Regions from separate parts of the Gadus morhua genome. Here region 1 is linked to region 2. A link is a contact called in public Hi-C data. All regions are on one chromosome and are shown on one strand. Each heading gives the region's core, a stretch centred on a gene start, on an enhancer-like site or on the middle of the called end of the contact. The rest is flanking DNA. Distances are from core to core; before and after follow the strand shown.

What was found. Hi-C and Micro-C count contacts between places; a contact is called where the count stands out from the background.
Region 1: a contact with region 2 is called in a Hi-C map of heart, with 3 times the contacts expected there. The contact joins the promoter of nr1d2b here to the promoter of top2b in region 2. A contact is called at or near these places in 3 of 6 Hi-C or Micro-C datasets (gill, heart and spleen).

The regions. Positions count from the first base shown.
Region 1 is chr22:19,232,591-19,239,717 of gadMor3.0, forward strand. It overlaps nr1d2b (nuclear receptor subfamily 1, group D, member 2b), which reads right to left and starts at 5,110. Exons shown (of 8, transcript XM_030347294.1): 1 at 4,447-5,110; 2 at 2,602-2,787; 3 at 1,427-1,515; 4 at 1,114-1,258; 5 at 80-714. The coding sequence starts at 4,465. It overlaps tmem42b (transmembrane protein 42b), which reads left to right and starts at 6,104. Exons shown (of 3, transcript XM_030347939.1): 1 at 6,104-6,710. The coding sequence starts at 6,534.
Region 2 is chr22:19,092,910-19,099,965 of gadMor3.0, forward strand. It overlaps top2b (DNA topoisomerase II beta), which reads left to right and starts at 4,215. Exons shown (of 36, transcript XM_030347289.1): 1 at 4,215-4,734; 2 at 6,011-6,166; 3 at 6,758-6,848. The coding sequence starts at 4,693. ngly1 (N-glycanase 1) reads left to right here. Exons shown (of 12, transcript XM_030347290.1): 5 at 334-553; 6 at 680-801; 7 at 967-1,112; 8 at 1,440-1,550; 9 at 1,959-2,138; 10 at 2,357-2,542; 11 at 2,807-2,984; 12 at 3,174-3,976. The coding sequence ends at 3,343.

The sequences.
Region 1 (7,127 bases), core at 3,860-6,359, 140 kb after region 2:
CAGGGCAAAGGACAAAACCTCAAAGTTAAGAGGGTGGCTCTAAAAGGAGAAAAGGGGACACGAGATAGAATTCTCTCACCAGGTGCATTCTGTTGCCCCCGCCGACGGCGTGGTGGGGGGGGCCCTTGAAGGAGCCGTGGTGGTTGGCCGGGCACTGGCCCCCGGGGGAGATGTAAGGCAGTCTGTAGGGGCAGCGGTCCCCCGGGCTGAGGGCCTCAGGCCCCTGAGGGCCAGAGCCGCCTGCGGTCGGGGGGCCCTGGGCGGCGACAGTGCACAGGTTGTTGTGGAGGTTGGTCCAGGCCTCCTGCCGCTCCTCCGTGCCCGGCGTCCTATAGGAAGACACCTTGATGCCATCAGCGACGCCCACGCCGCCGTCCTGGAGGTCCGAGGGGGAGGGGGGGGTCCCGCCGGAGGAGAGGCCGCGCCCCTGCTCCTGGTTGTACATGAAGTCCTCGCGGTGGGCCCGCGTCACCGAGCCGATCACCTCCTCCTCCCCGCTGTCGGAGGCGGAGCTGGGGCCCGTGTCCATGGCGACCGCCGGCACCGGGTCCGGCTCCACGGGGTCGGCGGGGGGGGCTGGGGGGGCTACTGCCGCGATGGCGAGCTGCTGGTTGGCGTGGAGGTCGCCGTTGGTCATCATGTTGTTCATGGCGCTCTGCATCTCCAGCAGCATGCGCTGCTTCTCACGCTTCGGGATGCGACCAAAACGCACAGCTGGGGGGGAGAGAGAGAGAGACACAGAGAGAGAGAGAGAGAGACAGAGAGAGAGAGACAGAAGGAGAGACAGACAGAAGGAGAGACAGACAGAGAGACAGACAGACAGACAGACAGAGAGACAGGGGGACAGAGAGACAGACAGAGAGACAGAGAGAGAGACAGAGAGACAGAAAGAGAGAGACAGAGGGACAGAGAGACAGAGACAGACAGACAGACAGAGAGACAGAGAGAGACAGACAGACAGAGAGAAAGAGAGAAAATATGAGTCTTAGTCATCAGAGAAGATCTAACGATCCCAAACCAAGATAATATCAGGGTCCAAACTGGAAAGATTGTGGGGGGTACAGACCCCGGCTGTTGGGGGGCACACAGACCCCCGCTCTAGGGGGTACTCACAGTCCCGGGACATCCCGACCAGCAGACACTTCTTGAAGCGGCACTGCTGGCAGCGGTTGCGGTTAATGCGCATGATGGGGCAGCCATCATCCTTCAGGCACTTCTTGTAGAGGATGTTCTGCTGGATGCTGCGGCGGAAGAAGCCCTGCAGGTGAAGAGGGAGGGGTGAGCCTCGATCCACTAGGGGGAGGGGGCAGGGGGAGAGAAACAGAGGGAGGGGGAGGAGGACAGGGGGAGGGAGTAGAAAAGGGGGAGGGGCTTGGGTGGACATTAAACTGCGTCGAAGATCATGAAGGGCCTTTCTAAGTCTCACCTTGCAACCCTCGCAGGCATGGACCCCGTAGTGGAACCCTGAGGCCACGTCGCCGCACACCTTACACAGCAGCACCAGCCCGCTGAGCTCTGAGGAGGACCACAGCGTCCCGTTACACCGTGTTTAACCCCCCCCCCCCCGTACTGTGTGTCCTGTACTGGCCTGTGTTGTGGCAGGTGTCCTGTACTGGCCTGTTGTGTCAGGTGTCCTGTACTGGCCTGTATGTAAGGTGTCCTGTACTGGCCTGTGTTGTGGCAGGTGTCCTGTACTGGCCTGTGTTGTGGCAGGTGTCCTGTACTGGCCTGTGTTGTGGCAGGTGTCCTGTACTGGCCTGTGTTGTGGCAGGTGTCCTGTACTGGCCTGTATTGTGTCAGGTGTCCTGTACTGGCCTGTATTCTGAAAGGCTACGACCCCATCCAGTAGCCAAGTGTCGATGAGTTTCTTTGATTGATTTATGAATTCATAGGTCACATGAGGTCAAAGCCTACAGGTAAAGGATATTTTACATTGAAAGCGATTGTTTATTTTTCAATATAAATAGAGGGGTTAATAAATCAGTTTAACCATTCAAAGTGGGGTGTCATTGTCCCCATGGACCCTGTAAGTGTTGTAGGACATGGCCAGGTTACAGCCATCTGTGTCTCTTCCACACAGTCGTCTTATTGCATCCGGAGCGATAAACTACATTGACACATCGACCTATCCTTATTTCTATCTCTTACATGCATTGAGCATTCATCTTGATAGCAGTCAGTGCTGCAATCCAGTGTTTACTGGCACTGAATGACGCTGTGCACTAGTTTTGTTTTGGATAGCAAATTTATCCGAAAGAGTGAGCTCCTACTCAACAATGGTACAGATATTCAAAAATAGGTGGTAGCCATGGCAATAGCACACCCCGATTCTTCCTACAACATCTCCCTAAAGATACGCTCTCTTTAGCTGCTTGTCTGGGCTACAGTAGAGCAATGAAGGTGCATCTTGGTGGTCTCGTGGGAGAAGACCCGCTCCCCATGTAGCTATAAAGGCTCAAACCAACGTAACGACAACACAGGATTCTGGTTTTCAGGGGATTTTACACTATTGAAAACATACCAATGAATGTTATGTTCCATTTCTGCCAAGTCTTCGTTAGATGCCACTAAATTCTGACTGAGTGAGTTTTCTCGTCTTACTTGTGATGCTTCCTTTGGGAGTGATGTTGGAAGCGCGGCCAGATTTCTGGGGTGCGGCCGGTGGGGGCGGTCCGACGGCAGGGGGAGGGGCGCCACGGGGGGGCACCGACAGAGACGGGCGGCCGGGTGGGTCGCTGTGGCAGGACTCTGGGCTGGAGGCCGAGCTGATGAAGGCGATCACCCCCCCTGATGCACAAGGGCAGAATGACACAGTGATGAGAGACAGCCATATACAAAGAAAGGTTTGGTCCCTACTATTTAGAATCACCGCACAATATTGCCATTCAGTCAAAAACACGTGGAGGGCTGTAAACCTGGCTGACCCGGTTAATACTGGCATTAGGACACCTTTGCATCAGCACCGCCACCTACACATATCGTCCCTTATGGGAGACGGGAAACCACACCATGGCTGTGAGTTAAGGGCCTGACTGGAGACCATGGCTGTGAGTTAAGGGCCTGACTGGAGACCATGGCTGTGAGTTAAGGGCCTGACTGGAGACCATGGCTGTGAGTTAAGGGCCTGACTGGAGACCATGGCTGTGAGTTAAGGGCCTGACTGGAGACCATGGCTGTGAGTTAAGGGCCTGACTGGAGACCATGGCTGTGAGTTAAGGGCCTGACTGGAGACCATGGCTGTGAGTTAAGGGCCTGACTGGAGACCATGGCTGTGAGTTAAGGGCCTGAATGGAGACCAGCATCAGGTATTTCATTTGTTTCTCACACGCTGACCTGGTTCAATGTTCACCACATTCTCAGTTAGATAACACATTGACATCATGCATGCATCAGCAGTGTGATGGTACACAGGAAGCCTTTTCAACGCACACACTAACTTATGGACCCTACATTCTGCCTGGCAACAGGCTCCTCACAGAAACAAATGGAAGACCTTTTTCTAAAAGCCACCTTTTTGTCGGCCCATAAAGAAAGAAATGTATCATCTGATCCAAAAGCTGTCTCGGTTTAATGTTATACAATTCATATTAAAGTACAATTTGAAATGACCTGGATTCCATTAACTTTATCATCATCATTGTCATCCAATTATGTTGACATCAAATATGCCTACAGAACATTTGAGCATGATCCTATTTCCCATTAGGATTAGATGATACAGTAGAGAGAGAGAGAGAGAGAGAGAGAGAGAGAGAGAGAGAGAGAGAGAGAGAGAGAGAGAGAGAGAGAGAGAGAGAGAGAGAGAGACACAGAGAGAGAGAGAGAGAGAGAGAGAGAGAGAGAGAGAGAGAGAGAGAGAGAGAGAGAGAGAGAGAGAGAGAGAGAGAGAGAGAGAGAGAGATCCATTGCTCTAAGATCTACCAGGTGGTTTCCAGAAAATCCCGTAGCGATGTTAATAATAATAATTAATAATGTTAATAACTCGGTGATTGACAGGCCCCCCGGAGCGCTCCTCTCGGTACGGGACGCACTAAGTGGGTCATCACGTCCTCGGTGACGTCTCACGTGTTTCCACGGCTTTATGCAATGCGACGACACAACCACCCTGGACCAATCAGAGAGGACGCAGGCAGAGCGTAAACACAGGGCACATGGCCAGGAGGAGCGGACCATGTGAGGAGGAGCTGCAGGCTCTGGTTATACTGGGCCATTCCCAGTGCTGCTGCTGCCCACACAGTTCGATGAAACCAACAACACATTGATCTCCATGAATTACAACCCCTTATTCAAGATGTCAAACCAAGAGAGTGACCTTAACAATGTAATGTAAATCAACAGTACGGTTAGGCCTATCTGGGTGTATAAGGGTTGTAATGTATTACAAATAAAAGGAATGCAGCCCTTTGCGACCCATTGATGACTGTATCGGGTGAAACCATTTCTCACCAGCTTTGCATGGCTCCATCTCCTCCTGGTTATCCTGTCGCTTCCTCGACCTCCGAGTGGTTCTGCTGGTTACTGATCAGGATCTCCTGATGGTGACGCTACACCGTGAACAATATGAAATCACTGTGAATAGATCCCGTCGATCCACCGGTAGATGAGCTCAGAGAGCAGGCCACTGTTCCCGGTACAGTAGATCTGTGTTTTGAGGAACCATCTCACCTCACAGAGGAGAGGCTGGCGGTTCGTCTGCAGCGATGGAAATACTGCGAGATTAGTTATTCAGACTTCGTCTTTAACGGCATCCAAATGTTCCCATTAATAACACGTTAGTAAACTCCAAGCGATAATAGCATCAGTTGCTTGCAAAGGTGAAAAAGTATCCCTGCGACTCCACCGCCGAAGAAGACCTGCTGGCTCTGACTAACCTCGTTCGCAGCGTTTTCCTCTCGGACCGTCTGGGACATGATTGACCAAATCCGCGTTACCGGGGATAGAGAGGGCGGGACTTCCGGTATATGAATATTTGTTGTCGTTACATGTTTCGGGCATAATTTGGTCATATGTTGGTCAAAACTCCATATTCATTCTCATCGTCGTTCTCGATGTTATTCTTGTTCTAATTCGTCTCGCTTCGGGACTGTTCACACTGGCGTGCACTGCTCATACAGACCGGAAATTGCTTGGCGGTGGACCAGGATGCAATACAATTCAGGATCCTCTCTCAGCGTCGATCTGACTGGAGAGCCCTATGCACCATGTGACCAGCCTGTCCTCGGCTCCTCCTCTCCGACGCCCAGCGGGGCGTCAATGTGACCCACTGACACAATTAGACAAAGTTAAGGTGAACATTAATAACAAAGGTCTCTCCCAATTGAGGACGTAAACATCAAGTAGATGAATTTATTTGCATGATGGCCTGCTTATTTAAAACTTATTCCCAGCGTATGATTTAACTTAAAATATTAAGACAAGAAGATCAAGTTTATAAGATAGGCCTAGATAAAGGATATTGCTTGAATCTTTATTTTATTATAATTATTTACAGCCAAGATAATATAATGTTTCCATTGAAATTATTACTTAGCCTAAAAGTTACAGCATTTCATTCACAAAACATATACACCCCGAATTATCTTTTGCAGGATACTGGTTCAGCAGTAGGGCCTATGGGAGGAAACTGGACAGCAGGGTCCCCCGTTTGGAGACCAGAGGGACCAGACTGGAACATGGATGCTTTACCAGTCTTACCGATCTTACCGGTCAGAATGTTCATTTTCTGTAGCGTATAATTGTCTTTGACATTTGAGAGATGTTTTTACTAGGCCTGCATCATATTTAATCCATCCAAGGCACATAGTTCTTCAAATGTTTTCTAAATGCACTTTCCTGTGTCAGCAGTCACTGATGTTTTACCAAATCTATTTCCTGAACATCCATCATCTTTTTGTCCTGATGTTTCAAAGGAATAGGCTGGTAGTGACAATATTACTACTAATAATAATACATTCATTTTGTAGAGCGCTGCTTAAAATACTCAATGGCACTTTGCAGCAAGATATAATCTAATTCCAAATAAAATCTAATATAGCAGCATGGATATGATTAAGAATCAAATAAATAATTATAATAATAATAATACCTTAATAGAATACCTGCTTGTATCTTAAAGTGTATCTTAGGTGACCTTGGGTGTCTTGAAAGGCGCCTCTAAATTAAATGTATTATTATTTTATTATTATTAAAACATAGCCCTTTTGTAAATATATTTTCAATCATTCCATAAGGTTATTACATTCGTTTACAGTCCGAGGTTGGAGGTTTTTATATTATTTTACAGTCCACGGTTGGAGGTTATTATATTATTCTACAGTCCACGGTTTGAGGTTATTAAATTATTCTACAGTCCACGGTTGGATGTTATTATATTATATTACAGTGCACTGTGGGAGGTTATCCATGATGCGTTGGACTGCCCCCTGGCGGCTGCTGGTCGGAAGTGCAGCACACGGGCGCACTAGGACGCGGCGGCTAGGATGCAGAAATGTGACGATAGACTGAACAAATAATGATATTTGCTTGCCTTCAAAATGTTTCCCGGAGTGATCTATGCATTGCTGGCCGGCTTCTTGGGAGCCGTGGCATCGTCTTCGGCCAAGCTGTCCCTTGGAGCGGACTACCTGAAGGGGGTTTGTGAGACCGGGCTCCGGACCTGGGGAGAGCAGCGGCGCTTCAGACAGCCTGATGAGACCACCGCCTGTGACTGGGTGAGGCCTGCTGCTCTGATATATACTATACTGGTATACAGTTTACACATACAGTATGTATATAGTGTCCAGTATAAAGGTGGTAGGCCTATACTGTTTGCACTATCGGTGATGATTCTAATGTGACTGGGAGACGAGTACTGTAGCCTACTCTATTGGTGAGGAGTCGACTGGAAGGACTGCTGTGTGTCGCCAGTCTTTTGCAACTATGATACGATGATAGCAACGCGCCTGCCTACTGGTGAGCTCTGTCCACCAGTAGCACCAGCAGCACCAGTAGCACCGTCCAGTAGCACCAGCAGCACCAGTAGCGCCGTCCAGTAGCACCAGCTGCACCAGTAGCGCCGTCCAGCAGCACGCTGCCACCGCGCGCGCGGCGATTTGCATGCGGACATTCGAGCTCGTGCGTCATCGTTT
Region 2 (7,056 bases), core at 2,965-5,464:
TAAAGGAGTCCTTAAAACGGCTGGATGGTGCAGCCACATTGAAGACCTAGCTATAACATTGGAAAGTGGAAACATGTTATTCTGAGCCCTTTCAGTACCGAACTGAAATCTGTTAAATATCACACCCGACATGTTTCACTTTCACTTTCACTTTCACCTTCAATGCATACTAAGTAGTATAACAATAACATTTAAACAATTTCATACCTGGTTTTAAATATCCCCATGATTGAAGGTCGATTTTGCAAACTCGGCACAGTGGTAATAACATGCAGGGTATTTATAACTATTACTTTATGTTGTGTGTTTTTTTCTTTTGTTTAATTTCTTTAGAATGCAAGCTTGGAAAAGAGGACTTTCTGGTCATGGAGTTGCTGAGATGGTTCAAGAAGGAGTTCTTCTCCTGGGTGAACTGCTTGCCTTGTAGCCAGTGCGGCGGTGAAACAAAGACGGCGGGGTCCCTGAACCCGAGCGCTGAAGACACGCGCTGGGGGGCCCAGCGGGTGGAGAGCCACTATTGTCAGTCTTGCCATGTTGCTACTCGGTTTCCCAGGTGAGTCTCTGTGTTTACTGGACGGTCCAACACGAAAATAGTAGTCATTTAGGCAGCGGATACAGTGAACCCCTTGTCATCTGGAGCACAGCCACATACAGACCACTGTGGTTTATTATGGTTCAGGTACAACAACCCAGAAAAGTTGCTTGAAACCAGAAGAGGTCGCTGTGGAGAGTGGGCCAACTGCTTCACACTGTGTTGCCGAGCCGTGGGCCTGGAGGCCAGGTATATCTGGGACAGTACAGGTGAGGTTTCTCTTGGCATTACACATTTAGATCTTCAAAAGAAGATCAGGTTAGAAATAAAGGCGGTGTTGGATATCATCATTGGAAGTCATTCAAAAAATGTAATTGCCATGCACTCCAGGTTAAATAGTGTGTAAACGAAAGGGCAATCTCCTGGCTCCCCAGACCACGTGTGGACAGAAGTGTACTCATCGGCCCAGCGGCGCTGGCTGCACTGTGACCCGTGTGAGAACAGCTGTGACAAGCCTCTGATGTACGAGGTGGGCTGGGGGAAGAAGCTGTCCTATATTCTGGCTTTCTCCAAGGACGAGGTGAGAGCTGCCTCCCTCTCTGTATTACCACACCTCCAGCTAGATATAGTGGCCTGGGCTTTTGTCAATAGTCAAACATGTATTTGATGTACCTCTCTTGTTACCAGTCAACTTTATTTAGACAAGACATTTCATACACAAGGCAGACGTGCTCTGTGTTGCATATTAACTGAAGCCTGCTTATCCATGTTTTGTTTTGACTGACAGTTTTTTTATTCATACAATTGAGCCGTATATTGTCTGTCTAATCGAAGTCCTGATTCCAGCATATGATTGTACCCTGGGTGAGGCAGTAACCCCAGATGGGCCGTGTCTCTGGGCTTGCAGGTGGTGGATGTGACCTGGAGGTATTCCTGTAATCACCCAGACGTGCTGACCAGACGGACCAAGGTTCAAGAGGCCTGGCTGCTACGCACTATAAGCGGCCTCAATGTCACGGTACCTTTCATTACGATCGTTATTCAGTACAAAACATTTCTTAAGCCTTTAAACCACTTGTATAGAAGGGTTCCTAAATGTGCACGTGGCCTTCTACTGTAGCTGCACTACATGACACGATGTACATGTTAGTTCTTATTTTACCACATGAGGAAACTATCAAACTCATAATAACAGATCTATGGGCATTTATCAAGTCTAAACACGATCAATTCATGAATCTTCAATCACTAACTAACCTCCCAGTGTTGAGTCTCTTTGGGACGAGAAGCCTATTCATAAAGAGCTTGTGGTTTTTACTAAGGCGTGCTATTTCTGTAGCAACACCAACATAATCTGTAGAGATGTGGGTTCCTGTGTATGGAGTCAGCGAGTGCTGATTCCTCTGTGGTCGTGTGTTTACTGAAGAGGCAGCAAAGCGTGGGCCCAGAGAGGAAGAGGGAGCTGGTGAACCGGCTGCTCGTTGAGCTGGTGGAATTCATCTCGCCCAAGAAGCCCAAAGCGGGAGACCTTGGTGGCCGCGGATCCGGCTCGCTGGCCTGGAGGATAGCCAGGGGAGAGGTGGGCGCTCGGGAGGCCGTGCCCCAGGTACAGTACAAGTGTAAAAGAGGCCAGACACTAAAATACATTTTTGTAGAATCTAAATGGCACAAGAATTCAAATATTTATAACGTGACACGTTCAGCGGCCCAAATAAATATTTGGACAGTGATCAAGGCTTAGAAAAACACATCACAAACGGTGAAATGACTTCTGATGACACACAGCCACTGAATCAGCACTGACGGTGTTCACACGGTCCCCAGGTGGCAGAACACACGTTCACGCCCACAGACGTGGAGAAGAACAAGGGGCTGCTCCATGTGCGCTACTTTGCCAGCAGGGACCAGTACCAGCGCGTGTCCAACGGCGATGAGGTCATCCACGGCTGGGAGCGGGGCGTGTGGAGGAAGGACTGTGTCTTCAGGAAGGTGGAGAACGACTGGCAGATGGTGGGTCTCGTTTTGGAGCCGTGATCTTTCTTTCAACTGCATGTTTATTCAGCGGCAGGGATGTATATCGCAGTGTGAATGAATATCTATACGCATGCACACACACAAACACACACACACACACACACACACACACACACACACACACACACACACACACACACACACACACACACACACACACACACACACACACACACACACACCCCTTCTTTTATTGATAACGGCTGCTTGTGCTTTGGGTGCACAACATGTCGTCCCCAGGTGTACATCGCTAGGACAGAGGGGTCGCCTTGCGGGACGCTCAGCTGGAGGTTCGACTGCGCCGACGTGGGCGTGAAGATGAAGGCCGTTTCGGTCACCACACACAGCCAGACGTTCAACTCGGGGACGGTGGTGTGGAGGATGCGCTCAGGCCAGGCCGTTACCGAGTTCCTTGGAGGTATGGGGACGCTATAGCACCAGGACATGTGGACGACTTAAAACTGACCACTGTCGTCACTCAGCTGCTCTAATACTCGGCCTCGCTGGCCCATTACCTTCAACAAGGGCTTAAGCACTGCTCATTTTTATTGCCCTTGATTACATTTGGCAATTATGTTTTTTCTTTTTGCGTTGTCTGCATACACAGATGGGAGTCTGCAGTCATTCCCACTCTCCGGGTCTACGGAGCTTGTCATTGAAGCCGAACTCTGTGGCGGGGAAGGAGCGTTGTCATGGCAACACGCTCAGCTGTTCAGGCAGAGTTTGACCGAGACGGCGGAACCTTCCATTGAAATTCTCCTACATTTTGACGCTTGACGACGGGCGTTTCAGGACGGACTAGAGGAATGCAGATTTAGGATCCACACCATCCAGCTCCTTAAAGAAATAAATCTACACTAACCAGCCACCTAAAGAAATACATTTACAGTAAGCAGCTCCCCAAAGACATCTAGACTAACCAGCTCCCTAAATAACATTGGACTCCGCTCTGAGCAATGTGGGGTTGAAGGGGCTCTACCTTAAATGTGTTTCCTACTGTTGAAGTATAATATTTGGTTGTCATGACTCATTTCTCTGGCTAACAAGACAAATGAATAACCGATGTGGCATGGCTAAATAATACTACTTTTATGACAGCCACAAGACCCCCAAAAAATATTGAACCCCCTCTCAACTAGTCAAAATATCTCAGAGATTCTATCAGATATGTAAATCAAATGGTAAATATTTAAATATTCTATGTTATTTTTCTTCTTGTAATCTCATGTCACCTTTCTCAGAAATTGTGATTTGTATCCTTTTTTCCAAAAATTCCTATTCGGTTATGTCTAATGAAAGATTGGGATGATACTGTTTATTCTGTCACTACTGAAAATGCTGATCCTAATGATGGTATATGTGATTAAAAACAAATCTCTGCATTCGCCATAATAAAGATATTTTGACCAATTTGTTACCGGCTTATTTGAAACAGAAGCTGCTAGGACGTACTGCACTGCAGAACAGTGTCTGGAACACAGACCGTATCATCTGCTGTTGCTGCTGAAATGTATGCCTATCTATGACGCCCTCTAGCGGTCAGAAATGTAAAGTACTCCGGGGACCACGGAGTACTATAGACCTCTCTGATTGGCCGAGGTACCGGTGCCTCGGAAAGAGAGCAGCAGATTGGCCAATCCCGCGGTGGGGATCTGCCGTCTGTGTTGCTGATGGCGGAACCGGACGGTGTGTGCAGATAGCTACCTTTTAATTTTTTTTTATGAAAAGTATTTATACCACAAGGGTTCTTGGAATATTTTAACCAGGCGTTGTTCGAATGCAACATTATTATTTTATAATTAACTAATGTGCTATTTAATGTGCGTTTTTGTACAGTATTTATGTGTTAGCAAATAGCTCCGTTAGCATCTTTGTTGGAGAGAAGGCCTAGCGGAAAACACCGCTTGTCGATTTTAACAAAAGCCGCGTCACCCTCCCCTTCCTCCGCCTGTTCGGATGCCGGTGAATCGTAACCTTTTGAAGATGGCTGGATAAACGTATGGAGTGTGGATTCATATTTTGGGATTAAACCAAGGACAGTTACATCGTTGATGGACTTTTAAATCCGGTGGAGTTGAGAAACCTTCAGAGATCTGCATCGGGAGAATTAGGGACCACAAAGGAAGATGTCCAACGGCGCAGCGGGCAGTGGGGGTTTAACCTGGGTGGTAAGTCAGCCTCTCTGCACCGTGCATGGTCCTGCATGTCCTGATCAGTAAATGGCTTCAGGTCAGGCCCCGTACTATTCAGGACGACGCGTATACGCGTTGAATACAACTTTAGGAAGTAGTCTATCGTTGCACAAGTCTTTTTTTTTTGCACAACACTTTCTGTTTAGCAACACATCTTGGCTCTATTTTGTTCGTGTCTCCCTCACCGAGACCCCACCTGGTCGGTACAGCTAGGTAATCTCGTCCTCGGATCCCCGCCCCGACCCTTGCAATGTGGCCCAACGCCGGGTCACAACTTTAAACCCTCCGTGTGCCTCCGGAGGCTATAAACAAAGGATCAGCTGGACTGGCTGCTCAGATGCTCTTATGTCAACCCTGTCTCTTTAACCCTCAGCCGTTCTAGATCATTGTTGTAACCGAGGACGGTCCATAATATTTGCCGAGGCCATTTTACGTGTATAAGACATCTCTTCGTGTACAACTATACTACATACTATGTTATAATGTGTAATACACATTTGTTACGCGAGCTTCCACCTGGAAGACATTTGAAACACAATAACATGAATTGCACACACTTGAAATACACCTTAACGTCCCATAAAACCCATCAACAACCTTGCACACAGTGGCCATGCACAAATGGCAGCATCGATTATTTTAATAACCGGACGTCACTTGTGGCACAGGTTCATTGTGATGATAAGGACCAGAGAGGACGTAATGTTCTATATATAAACGAATATGTTTTGAGTCAAAGAGAGCCGTTATCAAACACATGGTCTTAAATTGGCTTAATGACTTTATCATCACACCTCCTGTCCTTTACCACTAAATCACATCATTTCTGGCACTTTCCTCTTTGGGTTCTGTAACGCTGAACTTTGCTCCTGGTTTGAAAGGGCTTCTTGTTCACCTGGCAACCTCTACATCTTTTGATACTAACTTAGCCCCTCCGCGCTGAATTGGTTGGCAGTAAATGCAATATAGGCTCCCCTCCATACATTGCTGATGTATCCACATGTATTTTACTTTCTCTTATCCTGATGAATGGGATTCACTCACATGAATGTGGTCATGTGACGTCCTTTGAGACTTGAGGTGCAGGTCTATAATATCAATTATCAACACATTATTCCACTGCAAAACTGTCTTTCAGGTCATTCTTTCCTTTTTTCAAATTCCTACAAGCCTCTCTGTTTTCTCGTAACACGTCTGCGCCAAATGTGTCTAACAACAGACCCTCTTTGAAAAAAACAATGCCGCCAAAAAGGAGGAGGCCGCGGCGAACGGCGGCAAGAGCGAGTCCACCAAGAAGGAGGGCTCCAAGAAGATGACGGTGGAGCGCGTGTACCAGAAGAAGACGCAGCTGGAGCACATCCTGCTCCGCCCGGACACCTACATCGGCTCGGTGGAGCCCGTCACACAGGTGAGATCCAAAGAGCCCCTCCGCTTCTCCTGTTTACCGGTTATCGATAGAAGATATTGAAAGCGACACACAGTGTATTCAGTGCAAAGTCGAACTCATCGTGTTCATATTAGTGGAACACTTTTGCTTAGTCATTACATTTTTCTGTGTGTCTGCGGATGCACTGTGAAGTTGTTAGTCTGTTGGGTGAATGCTAACAGTGACGTTAAAAGTAATGAATAAAGAGGTCATGAAGGAGCAGGAAGGGGTATTGTAAGCTCCCAATAGGTTGTGGACACTAGGGATCCAACCTAGTATTCTTGGGTCTGAGTCTTGACCCCCTAACCACTACGCTACCCACTACCCTACCTGGCCTCTACATTTGGTTTGTGAAGGTACATGATAATGAACACAACACATCCATGATGAGTTCTGAAAGCGCAGCAACAGATACAGTGCCTTAACAATCGGTTGTATTGGGGGAGATAGGCTTGGTTCACTAGACTAGATCCCGTGGGAGAACCACGGCTGAGAGTACGCTTCACGTCTTCCTTGCTACTGCTGACTCGGCTCCAGACCATTCTCACACCAAATCTCTCTTCTTTTATCCAGCAATTGTGGGTGTTTGATGAAGATGTCGGGATGAACCTGCGAGAAATCACATATGTCCCTGGACTCTACAAAATCTTTGATGAAATTCTTGGTGGGTGAGCTTTACTTTTCCTCTTCTATTGTTAATCCAGACATCTCTTATTTGGGGAATTAGGCATAGCTGCCTTAATGCGCTATTTCATGTAAACTGTAATAATTGTTTAATAAATCTGGCAAAAAAATAATGGGCAAATCGGAAATTTGCCCATTTGATAGATTTTCTGCTGCTTACTTTATTGTTATTGTGTGTAAACTACATC